Linked DNA regions of Oryzias latipes: region 1 is linked to region 2. A link is a contact called in public Hi-C data. All regions are on one chromosome and are shown on one strand. Each heading gives the region's core, a stretch centred on a gene start, on an enhancer-like site or on the middle of the called end of the contact. The rest is flanking DNA. Distances are from core to core; before and after follow the strand shown.

Region 1 (5,973 bases), core at 2,369-4,868, 54 kb after region 2:
ATGTACGTTATAAATAAAGTTTAGTTTAGTTTGTTTCCAAGATTTGATTTGATTTGAATTTGATTTGAAATGGTTTATTTCAAGCAAATAAGTAGAAATAATACACAACAGCAATATAAACATCAGTTATACATTCATACAGTAACTAAACATACTTAGGATAATTAGACATTAATAACTATTGCTTGAAAGGGAGTGGAAGGAAGCGAATTTATATAATCCCACCCCGTTATACTGTAACCATTTTATTACATGATTTATCAATATCCGAAAGAAAAGAAAGAGAATCTCAAAAACCACCTTGGAAATAAAAAACTATACTTTTTACAGCATTTAAATGGAGAGAGTGAAAACGTTTAAGTGGTTTTAAAAATGAATTTGGTTTAAGAACAAAGAAATCTCTTTAAATGATTTTACAGAACAGGACTTTTATGCCCAATTGATCTAATTCCTATTAAATTTCTTTTAGTTTTAAAATCTTAAATATTTAGATTATTGATGGACATCAATGCGTTTTATAAGCAACCAAAAGCGAAAAAATGGGCCCCCACTTCCATGTTCTATAATGAAGCTGCTATTTTCTTCCTTTTTATTATTATTTATTTATTATTGTGTCAATCCCTTTCCATTTGTTTTTTTTTTTTAAACAAAATTTCATTTTTTTCTAATTTGTTTGATTTTTTTGTTGTTTTTTTTAATTGTTTTTCTACTTTTTGGCTAGAATTTGAATCAGAACAGAATTTAAATGTTCTTGGGTTCTTAAAAGTTAAAATAAAAATTTAGCTCAATGTTTTCACAAAAAGTAAAAAATAAAATAAACAAATAATAATCAATTTTTTTAACTGTAAATATGAAAAAAAAATGGGGAAAATTGTAGTTTTCATGATCTCGTTTTGATTTTTCACCAACAGTTTATTGTGTCACAGAATAGAACAATAATGTTCAGAGAACACATGTGATCCTGTTCTTAAACAGGTTCTGTGCATCTGTTTGGGTCTAAAGTGTAAGTTTATGGCGGCACAGATGTAACCGTGGAGCCTAAAGGAAATGTCAAAGTGAAGCTCCTGCAGCAAACAACAGCTGTTCATCTGTTCTCAGTTTATTTTTAGGCAGCTTGGTTAATTGCTGCATATCGTTCAGCATCTTTCAACTGAAAGTGTGAATTTTTTACGTCCTGGAGGCTTTCTTTGTCTTTGACACAAGTTTTTACTAACTTGGAGTGCAGTTTAAAAGTTTAGATATGCTAAATATAACCCTGTAAAGCCCACGACATCGAAGAATTGATAGAAAAAAATTGTTTTTTTTCTCTCGGAATTATTACATTTTTTTAAAGCCTTTAATGAAATAAACAATACAATATCATTTTTTATGAGATATAGACAGTATCAGTAAGATCAATTGGATGATTTTGTAAGTTTTTGTTCACAACAACGTTAGTTTGAGATGCAAAAATATTAAGATGAGTGTTCAGGGAAATAAAATTAACCTTAATTACCCACTGTCTCAAATTTGATCCAATGTGGAGTAACTGTATTACAAAGAAATAATTATCGACAAATTCCCCTTACCATTGCTGAGAGCTTTCTGTTTGCATGTTTTCCCGCTAGATTTCTGCCCCTACCACCCAGTCCTGCTCTGAAACCATTTTTTAACATGAACTTGCTAACCCTAATTTTTTTCTGTAGTTTAGGATATTCATGTTGTAAACTGACCAATCCGATGTTGCAATAAAAGTAGGCGGTCCTATGTTGAGCGTTCAAAGTGTTCGGTAAACAGGGTGTGGTCCTCCAACAAGCTCCCTCTCGATTGGCCAGAGTGGTTACCATAGAAACAAACCAATCACGGACAACCAAAAACGTCTGATTCCAACATGGCAATGGTCGAATCGCTATAAAATGGTGACTGAATTGACTTAGTTTGGTTGGAACAGTTTTCTATGGGTGACATCACACTCACTCAGTCCGGTTTCCAGATACAGTCAAGGGTCAGAAGATTTCCCCAAACACCTTCCAGTTGAAAAGCTGGAACGTCATCATCCAATCAGTGATGTCGGATTTCCTTTTTTTTGTTACATTTTTTTAACATTTCATTTTTGAGCTCTGGAAAGAGTTTTTTTTTTTTACGTCACAAACATTTCCTTTTTGTTTTGTTTCATTTTGTGGTAAACTGTATGTGGTTGATTTAGAAAGTTTGTTTTGGTTTAGCTCGTGCTGGTTTGCGGCGCCTTCCGTCCGTGAAACCAGGGTTCGACTCCGGGCTGCTCCCTATTCCCTTCTCTACTTCTGTGCCAGTCCCAAGCCCGGTTGCTTTGAGAGGGTTGCGTCAGGAAGGGCATCCGGCGTAAAACATTGCCAAGTTTACCATGCGACTTGTTCGCTGTGGCGACCCCTGATGGGAAAAGCCGAAAGAGGAAGGAGTTTTGGTTTATGTAACTTTTTGGTTTTTTTGGTCGCTTTTTTTAAAAGTCGTGATCTTTTTTTGCATTGAGCGATTTGTTACTGTGATTTGGAGGTCCGGTCCACTGCTGTTCTCGGCATAAAGTTTTGAAATGAGCGAAAGCGTTTTCTGAGATTTCATGGAAGCAGCCATTTTGAAATGAGCAGGAAAAGCTCTTCTACTGCCCCTAGTGGAGTGATGATGAACTACAGGCCAGATAACATGGACCAGGTTATCTATAATGTGTTTTCAGGGAAAATTTGTATCCTGCTAATGGGATAAGAGTCAGAAATGCATATATTAAATATGATACATATAGTTATGTAGGGTTTTTGTCCATTATGGTCATTCTATTTTTCTTTTTTCAGGAATCGTTTTTGCAGATGGAAGCTTCTCGGAGAGGGAAGGTAAAGGCTTGCAGGGGGGGGTTGCTGTCACTCCAGGCAGCATTAATCCAGACCCAATTAGGTGTCAGAGTGCTGCTGCTCTTTGTTTGATGACAGCCTTGGGCGGAGAAAACCCTAATCAGGAGAGTAAACTCCGTTATATTTCAATTTGGGAGGGCGCTCTTCCGCTCCGGGAGATTGTGGCACCGGTGATAAATAAAACGCCCATTTACTCCCCCATTCGCCCGCCGCCACAGACATCCTAAACGCTTCTCGCCACCGGGCCTGTAATCATGGCCTGCATTTGGACGCCGAACATAAATCACACAATTGGAAACGCCACGATTAGGGGGCCACCGAACAAATGCGGCGTGAAACCCCGTCAGCTTATCCGGTATCATCGCCGATGGAACCAAATGGGACGGCCGCAGCCCCATCCAGACACAAACTCCTCCTAACAAGATTACGGCCTCCTCTGGTGTAATCCCCACACATTATGACACATCTGCTATTAACAAACGGGACAAAGGTGGCCGCCCGAGTGGGCCAGGCCTTCAGCTCCTTTCAAATGTTAACCAGCATGTTCCTGAAGCCGTTTAAAGTGCTAATTGGCTGATTGAGTCCATTTATGTAATCCCCTGGTCCCCCTGCTGCCCTCAAACCCTCCACAGCTCCAGTGGATTTGGGTGAAGTGCGGCGCATGATCTCTATTCAAATATTTCCACATGACAACTGCCCGCAGACCACTCCAATTAAAGGCCAGTCACTCTCCATTTGAGCTGCCTCTATAGATCACTGCCGTGTGCGTGGAGCAAACAAAGGGATTTCCCCCAAGCATTTAGCTCCCCAAGAGTGACCCGGTTCCACCCCCCCAAAAGGTCATCTCTGGGGATTAGATGCTGGATTTGGGAGGAGAATTGAAACTGCCCCTCTCTGTTTCTTTCTCTTCATAGGGGTGTGCGTGCTCGACACTGCTTAAAATGAGATGCGCATTTAAATCTGAGAACGGCGTCCACCGCCTGTGGCCGCACGCTGCCAGGAAACTGGGCCGCCCCGCCCCGCCCCACTTGCCTGGCCTGCCCGGGGTCAATTTCGCGCCCTTCGGAGCTGCTAAGGCAGCAGCAGAGGCCAGCTTTGATTCTCTGCATCTGCGATGTCGGATTCATCCGGTCCACGCCGTGGAAGAGGGACGACTTTAAATGGAAAATTAGCATTCAGACGAGAGGCGAGCGCAGTACAGCGGGACAGAGGAGCAGTTACAGATTATGCATTCTCATATGAGGGAGGGAGAGCTGCAGATCGCTGCACACGACGCCATCTGCATTCAGCAGCAGCAAACACGAGCTGCACTCTGACAGACACACTTCCTCCACAGATCAACTGGGAGTTCAGTTTCTCTTAAAACTTTTGTTTATTGACACAATTTTTTAAATACCCACCAGTTAAAACGCTGTTTTAAACATGTTCTTGCGGCATTTTTCTGACGATGGAGGACATGCATAAAGAAAATTGAGCTTTAAATTGCTTTTCTGGGTATTTCTTCATCCAAATCGTTGTGAATCAGGAGCAGATGAAAAAATGCCATTTGAAAAAGACGTAAAAACTAAGCTGGGCCCCCTGCTCTGCTCCATTCTGATGCATCCACTGTTGGACGACTATGTAGTTCTTTGTTTTCCTCGTCTGAGCGGGAATCTGGATCAAAACTACGACATTGCTCGCCATTTTCTTCGCACCATTAATGTTAGCTCTGGGTTATGAGGGGCTGTAAGCCAGTGGGAGAGCGTGTAAATACATAGCTCTCATTTATGGGTGCGGGATTGCTCCCCGCCATCGGTCCAGCCCACAATTTAGCGGAGAATTCCTAATGAACTACTGCTGCTCTGCAGAAACTATGTCCTGCAGAATGCAAACACGGCCCTGAAACAAAATACGAGCAGTCGCAGCACCTAGAATGAAACTGAACAGGTATTTTTTCGATTGTTGGAGATAGACACACGGATAGATAAACTGATTTGATGATAGCATGGTTTCTGAGGGACACCCCAAACTTTCAGCACCCAGACTCCTCCCACACACCTATATGCACCCCATAGTGGGCGGGGCTAAATCCGGGCCTGGTCTGATGAATCCATCACAAAGTTCGAGGGGCTTGTTTAATACATTGGAGAGAAATAGAGATAGATGGATGGTTATAGATAGATAGATAGATAGATAGATAGATAGATAGATAGATAGATAGATAGATAGATAGATAGATAGATAGATAGATAGATAGATAGATAGATAGATAGATAGATAGATAGATAGATAGATAGATAGATAGATAGATAGATAGATAGATAGATAGATAGATAGATAGATAGATAGATAGATAGATAGATAGATAGATAGATAGATAGATAGATAGATAGATAGATACAAGATATGCCTTTATTTAGTTAATAACTGCAGAAGAAATCATTCTTATTTTGAAAAATGTCTACGTCTTTAATCAGCCTCAATGGTTTCAATTGTTGGCCCATTAAAGAATGACTCAAAGCTGTTTGTTTTTGGTCCTTCTGAGTTTTGAGATATAATAAAACATTTATTTTTACATTGAATATTTGCAGTTTTAAGGCTGTTTTGACATCATTTCCTGGGACTGAAAGTGACTAAAAGACAACACGGAAAGTGATGCTAAAGCAGAAAATCATGGAAAAACTTGACACATAAACTCTGAGGAAAGTCTGGCGCTGAGATGTTTGATCCACCAACATTTAGATGACGAGGATGCAAAGAGTAAACAGCCAAAGACGGAGGTCGCTTATTGTTAGAGCGGCCCCTCTAAACATCATGAATAATTCAGGAAAATAAGAGGCGAACAAACAGCTAAGAAGGAAATGATCAGGTATGCGGGGCCTTGTGAGTAAGCAAATCACGACAAAAGGCAAATTTGATCTTCTAAATGGAGCCAAATTCTTTGAATGAACAATGGCTTCATTGAAAAGAGAAGCTGGAACGCGCTGGAGCACTCTCCCCCTGATTTCCAGCCTCCGCTCGGGCTTTTATGATCATTGAGAGGCTGCTGCAGACGGAGAGCGTCCCTCCGCTCTCGCACAGCTTTATTGTCACACACAGGTCTTCATTAGGAGCATCAAGAGACCCGGCGAGG
Region 2 (6,502 bases), core at 38-2,537:
CCGCTCCAGGGCGAAACGCTATTCTCCCTCCCCAGTACCAAATAAATAAATAAAAAAAATCTCTACGACTTTAACCTATTTAAGGAATATATATCGCGTAAATGAAAGCAAATTCGGTTTGTGGTTAAAAAGGGAGCTTGGTTGCATTATAATGTAGTTTAGAGGAACGGGGAGGCGCTTAACGGCAGAGTGAAGCCACGAGCTCCTGCAAAGGAGGACCAATCAGAGCTGCTGCCGGAGCTCCTCTCTTCCTCCTCCTCCCTCTCCTCCTCTTCCTTTCCCCCCCATTCTCTCACATCCCACAAGTTCATTCCTCCTCATTCTTGTAATTGGCTTTGATTTCTCCTCCAAATTACGCCCAATAAAATATACTGATTTAATACAGAGCCGCAAAACGACACAATATTTGTTTAATTGCGCGCAGCCGCGGCTCTTGTTGGCATAGCAGGAGGGATGAAGAGGAAACACGTGGCCTCTGATTTCCGTGTAAAAGCAAACTTTATTCACCCCGATTATTCTTGGTTCCTCCAGTTCATCAGAGCCTCTGCGTAAAAGGGCGCAAAAAGGAGGAAGAGGAGTCTGGAAACGAGTCCATATCAGAGGAAGGCCGCGTCATCTGCACGTGCACAAATCTGACTAACATTTTTGGATAAATGAACCAAAACCTGCTGGCTGATACAATTATTTAAAAACCAAAAAATCAAGGGGGTTTAAAAATGAGCTTGATGTCTGGAGCTTTTCAGACTGCAGGTTTATTTCTGGGCCACAAAGGAGGCGTCCGAGCGTAACGCCGCGCAGTTTTTTTGCCTTCACGCGCCTGCAATCTGGTGGCACGAGTGGCGCGCGTGGAGGGACATAGCTGGTTGGATTACAAAGATTTGCGCACTTTTTCATCAGACACAGTGGATCTATTGGAGCCGGATCAGAACTGGACCTAAAATGTGGATCTAGAACTTAATGCGTAAAAATAAAGTTCTTCTACTGTCCCGAATAACGCGTAAGATCCGAGAGTTATTGTTTTTTGCACAGCCGTCAGGGGCGTGACACTCATCACTCTTCCCGTTTATCGCTGCACAAACACGCGTGGATGAGGACACATTTATCTCAAACCACGACACGCAGACACCGGCAGATCTCAGCGTGTTTTTCCGGCGCCCAAAAATTCCGCCTTTTGGGGTTTTATTTGATGGTTTCCTAAAGTGTCGCGAGTTCCCCGACGAATCAACCGTTTTTTTAATAAAACCATGAAAAATGTATCAAGTTTATTTTTAAGATTTATTTTAAAATAAGACTAAAATTAAAGATTGATTTGTTTTGATTGTAAAACAAATAATTTTCATTTTATTTTATTTAAAATCAAACACGCAACAAATGTCAATACATTTTTTTCTAACACTTTTCGGGGGAAAATAACTTCACCAGGGTTGGTTGCACGTGCACGGATCGAGCACTAAGAGGAAATTGTGCAAACATTAGCTTTTGTTTGTGCTGCGTTCAAGTACCAGTGAAATACTGGGAAATTTTGATGATCAGGTAAAACATTCTTTTGCATTCAGACCAGAAAATGTTCGCAATTTTAAAGTTTGAAAAAATCTGTCTGCCAGAATTTGCTATATAAATGACATTTAACACATTTAAGAACTTGATTAAAATTATTTGATTTACAAATTTTAATTTCTGCCGTAGTAAAATTGTAGAGTAACTCTAATTTACAATATTTTATTTTTTTACCCACCATCAGAGCTGAGCCAACATTTTGACAAAATATCGGCTTTCTTACATTTCTTTTTTCCCCTGGCAGAAGTCAGAAACAGTTGTCAGTCCAAACTAATTTATGGTAAATAGTTTGATTGTCCCAGCTTTGTAGCTGCACGTGAATGCACTCATCTCAATCTCTGTTCTTTAAATTAAATAATTTTAATTTTCCTCCTTTATTCGCCCGTTTGTCAGCCGTTCTAAAACAAATGCTTCTCTGATTTAACTATTTTAATAAAAAGTTGTAACACATTTGGGTCAAACAAATGTTTATTTTTAAAACATGACCCCCAACGGAACTAACGAGGCTCAGATGACTGGAAAGAGTCGAACCTGTGACCTCCAGCATTCATTTGGCTCGTTCTTCCTGCTCCGCCTTCACATAAGAAATTCACTCGATTAGATTTTAGCTGGGAGGGAAAAAAAATAAAACATTAATCGATCTGCGGCAGCTCCCAGGTGAACAAAAAAAAGCAGCAGAGAATGAAGCAACCTGGGTTCAAATGGGAGTCATTCCAACCTTATCTGGGAGGGAAACCTTTGCTTCTGACTGAAGTTTGGTTTTGAACACAGAGCTTTCACACAAACGCTGCTCTCAGCCCACAGTCGGCAAGAATCACCTGCACGGCGGCGGCGGAGCGCAGGTGCAACGCCCCGCCACTGCATCTCATGCCTCAATTAGCGGCTCTGCCCTCTGCACGGACTCCATTAGGACGTGATTTATCCGAAAGAAATATAATTATACCTCCAAATAAAATAATCAGCATTGAAGAGCGATTTCCTTAACGAGATGGAGCGGGGTGGATGTCACGGAGTAGCAGCGCCTCATTAGGGCGGTAATGACACTTTGGGGGTGATCCCGATAATTATCGAAATCTGTAAAATACGGATCAAGTCAAATGTAACCTTAATTTGTCTGGCAATTGAGTTCATTTATTAGTAGGACTATTTAGGCGGGACTCGGAGGCCTGGTGGAAGGTGGGCTTTGGATAACGGATGAGCCGGCGCTCCGTCACTCATGACCAGCGGCAGCATTTGTCATCAGACTGACAGGCTTCCCCAAAGAGCTCTCATCTTTATTGAAGGCATCAGGATCACAGCTGTAAACGGCAGCAGAGAAACACACTCAGCTGATGCATCAATTTGGGGACACGACGTGTCCTTACAAACGTTTAAAACTGGATTTTACCACCGTACATCGTTAGGAATCATTGAAATAAAAAACAAAACAAAAAGAAGTCCAGGTTTTTTCAGTGTATAGTCAACATTTTTCACCGTGTTCTAGTGGTTTTCACAAAGCAGAAATAATTACAACAGAGCAGAAACGAAGAGTGAGCTGGGCTGGGCTTCACGGTTCCACCGGGAAAGGCCTTGACGAATGGAATGGACGTTGTAGGCGACAGAGTGGGAACGCGTCATTCGTCGAGCTTCACAGAGTCCAGCATCGTCCTGGCCTCTTTGTACTCCTCTGACTCCGCCAGATCCTCCTCTGCTTCCTGGAGACACACAGTTGGAGTTAGAGCCGCCGCCTGCAGCCGCACTGACGGACAAACGACCACACAAAACTTCATTTTAGCCGCAACGGAGGACGGCGTGGCCTCGATGGAGAGCATCTGAAATCCTGAGGTGGTCACCGTGGCAACAGCCCCGTTAATGAGCTGCCACGAGGGGGGGGGGGGGGGTCTCAGAGAAGTTACAGTAGAGACCCGCAGGTTTTACTTGAGACGGGTTTTGGCTTCTTCTTGCCATAAAAAGAATTTATAATCTGATATGCTGTACGATGGGGAGGAAACACGTCACGGGTCACACAAACACAAACCGGATTTTATTGATTTTTCCCTGAAATTCTGGCCTTAATGTCAGAATTCTGATGTAAATGTCAGGATTTTGAAACATTCTGACATTTTAAACCTTTTAATTTTATAATCACAGGAGTTTACAGTTATTATTCTGAGATTTACAGTAAAATACTTCGGTAAGAAAACAGAATCCGGGAAATGAGGTTTCATTCAAACATAGCAATCAAAATATATTATATTTTTAAATTGTGTTCATCTCTAAATGTCAATTTATCTGAAGCACAAATGTAGTATTTGCTCAAATTCTTCACTTTTATGTCAAAATTTTAGTTTTAAAACCTTTAAGACGTGAATAAAGTTCTTCAATCTCAGACTTTAGATGCAATTTTGACCTTGAAATTCCTAAATAAACTAATTCTTCTGCCAAAATCTCAATTATAACTCAACGTTCATGTATTAATACAGAAAAAACAAGTCTGGTACACAAACTGAGATTTATGTCAGAATTCTAACTCCAGGAACTTTTATTAATTTCATGATCATGGGCGATAAAAATCAAGACTTTGCATTTTATAACCTGAAATTAACGGTCCAACTCTGAGAAATTATGGATTAAAATGAATGAATAACCGTCACTTTAGACTTCAGGTAAAATCTTAAAATAAAGTCAAAATCTTGACCGGACTTGAATTATGGAGACTAAAGCCTCTAAACTTTTTATCCAAACCGATTTGTATAAAAACTGTTATCTGCCTACAAAACTGGTCCCAAACCCCTGGGCCACAGGTAAACACACAAAAAAAACCATCTGGCAACTGAAATTATTTTTGCTTTGTTTCTCATTTTTTTTTGAACGGGAAGGGAGTTTTATTTTGAAAAACTACCCGGCTCTCTCCTCCACATCCGTCCATGACTCTTAAATACATCCTCTAGCTTCGTGAAGCGGCCGCTAAGTTAACAGCCTAAAAGGTAACAAAGTCAATACAAAACATTTTTGGAAAGTGTCTTTGGGGAGAAACAAGCCGGAGAAGTAACAAAAGACGAGCCTTCAACTTCAAAGAAAACTTAATTGCACTAAACATAAGTCTTGTTTTGAAATATGAATTAATTGCAACTTTGCTCCCACGTACCAAGCCGCTCTGCATTTGCAGCAACTGCCTTTTTAATGTTGCAAACACACAGCTGAAGACGTTGCATACATGATGCACTCACGTTTTTATCGTCATCGTTATCATATGTAGAAAAAAGAAGCTTGCTTTTATGACGGATGTATTATTTCTATTTTGTGGTTTTATCCATCACAGCTTTAAAGTCGGACGAGGCTGAAGTTGGCGTCTGGTTTGTTGCTTCAATTTGCCGGACCGATTAAGGGAAAAAAAAAAAAAATAGACATTTTAATTGGTCCAACGCAAAACTTAGAAACCAAAGAAAGTTTAAATATCATCTGGAGATTGGGATTAAATAAAATAAAGTTGCTGATTTGTGTGAACTTGTCAAAAGCGCGTTTAAGAATTTTCCTAGAGCAAAACTAAACAAAGCAGGCGTCTGTTAAAGACCCACTCCGTTGAAAACCATCCTTTTGGTGTTTTTAACTTGCAATGGAGGACAAACATATAATAATTTAAGATGAAAACTGCATTTCTGAGTATTTCTTTATCCAAATCGGGAGCGGACGGAAAATATGCTGTTTGAAAAAGATTGTATTTGTGATGCAGCAACTAAAACGGGCCAATGTCTAAACTGTACGGCTGGATAGATCCGACATTGCTCGCCATTTTTGCTGTGCCACTAATGTTAGCATGGAATTGTAAGGGGCTGTAAGCTAGCAGGAGAGAGTGCAAATGCAGGGATGATGGGATACCAGTGGAGGCTTACTTCACGCAGAACAGTCCCGCCCACAACTCGATTTTACAAATCAGAAACAACTTTAACAAATACACAACTTTGTTTCATCAAATCTTTATCTTCTGCAAAATACCAACGGAGTATTAGGGTCACAATTAAAGCAAATAAATAAAATAAATTCATGAGAATAAAGCTGTTAAATTATGAAAAAAAGTTGTAAATTTACGAGAATAATGTTATGAGAAAAAAGTACAAATTAAGTAGAATGAAGTTGTAAAATTATGAGAACAAAAGCACAATTTCAGAAGAATACAGTCATATTTGAGGAAAAAAGTCAATTAAAACAGTGATCCACAACCACCGGGCGCGGACCGGTACCGGGCTGCGGGAAATTTTGGCACGGTGACGCATAGAAAGAAAAAATAATTTCCATTTTATTGTTTTTTTTTGAAACAACGTTTTATTTTGAAAAGTGACCGGATTCTCTCTGTTACATCCGTCACACTAAAGCTCGTCAAAGTCGCGACACCAAACGTCACGTGATACATCCCGCTAAAATTAAACCCAAACAACCAAAATGAGCAAAACTTCTTTATTGTTAATATTATTACTAAAGAGAAAATACCACCCCCGGTCCACGGTAAAAGTGTCTTGGATGCAACTCACCCCCCCCACACACACTCACACACACACCGGTCCGCGGTAAACGTGCCTTGCGTTGTACCGGTCTGCGGTGACAAAAAGGTTGGGGACAACTGAATTAAAAGAGCCAATATATTACCAAAATAAAATTATTTCACAAAGACTTTTAGTGAAACAACATCGTTTAATTATACATCTAACGGTTGTTGGAGGCTTTTTCAACAAAACAAGGCCCTTTTGCTTGTAAAATTATGACTTTTTCCTCCTAATTTTACAGCTTTATTCTCATAAAATTAGAGAATAAGAGTTCTGTCAACACTATCCTAAGAGCTTAGATGCTTTCTTTTTAATATATTAATTTTATTCTCCCTGACAAGAATCCTATTTTTACCTTTTTTTTTTTTTTTAAAGGAAGACTGGAACTTACGAGCAGCTGAAGCAGGTCTGCGTGTGCGATGGCC

Evidence for each region. Hi-C and Micro-C count contacts between places; a contact is called where the count stands out from the background.
Region 1: a Hi-C map of embryo shows a contact between it and region 2, with 1.8 times the contacts expected there. The contact joins the enhancer-like site here to the promoter of otp in region 2. A contact is called at or near these places in 4 of 5 Hi-C or Micro-C datasets (embryo and gastrula embryo).

The regions. Positions count from the first base shown.
Region 1 is chr12:3,578,268-3,584,240 of ASM223467v1, forward strand. No RefSeq gene overlaps it. Among protein-coding and RNA genes, the nearest start is that of LOC110016029, 16 kb to the left of the region's middle. Within about 2 kb of position 3,619, at least 2 of the 8 cell types and tissues checked have an H3K27ac peak or open chromatin away from gene starts, as enhancers often do. A contact at or near this core is called in embryo and gastrula embryo, where this site is marked.
Region 2 is chr12:3,526,715-3,533,216 of ASM223467v1, forward strand. otp (homeobox protein orthopedia) reads right to left here and starts at 1,288. Exons shown (of 3, transcript XM_023960724.1): 1 at 1-1,288. It overlaps tbca (tubulin-specific chaperone A), which reads right to left. Exons shown (of 4, transcript XM_004074503.4): 3 at 6,469-6,502; 4 at 2,811-3,251. The coding sequence ends at 3,171.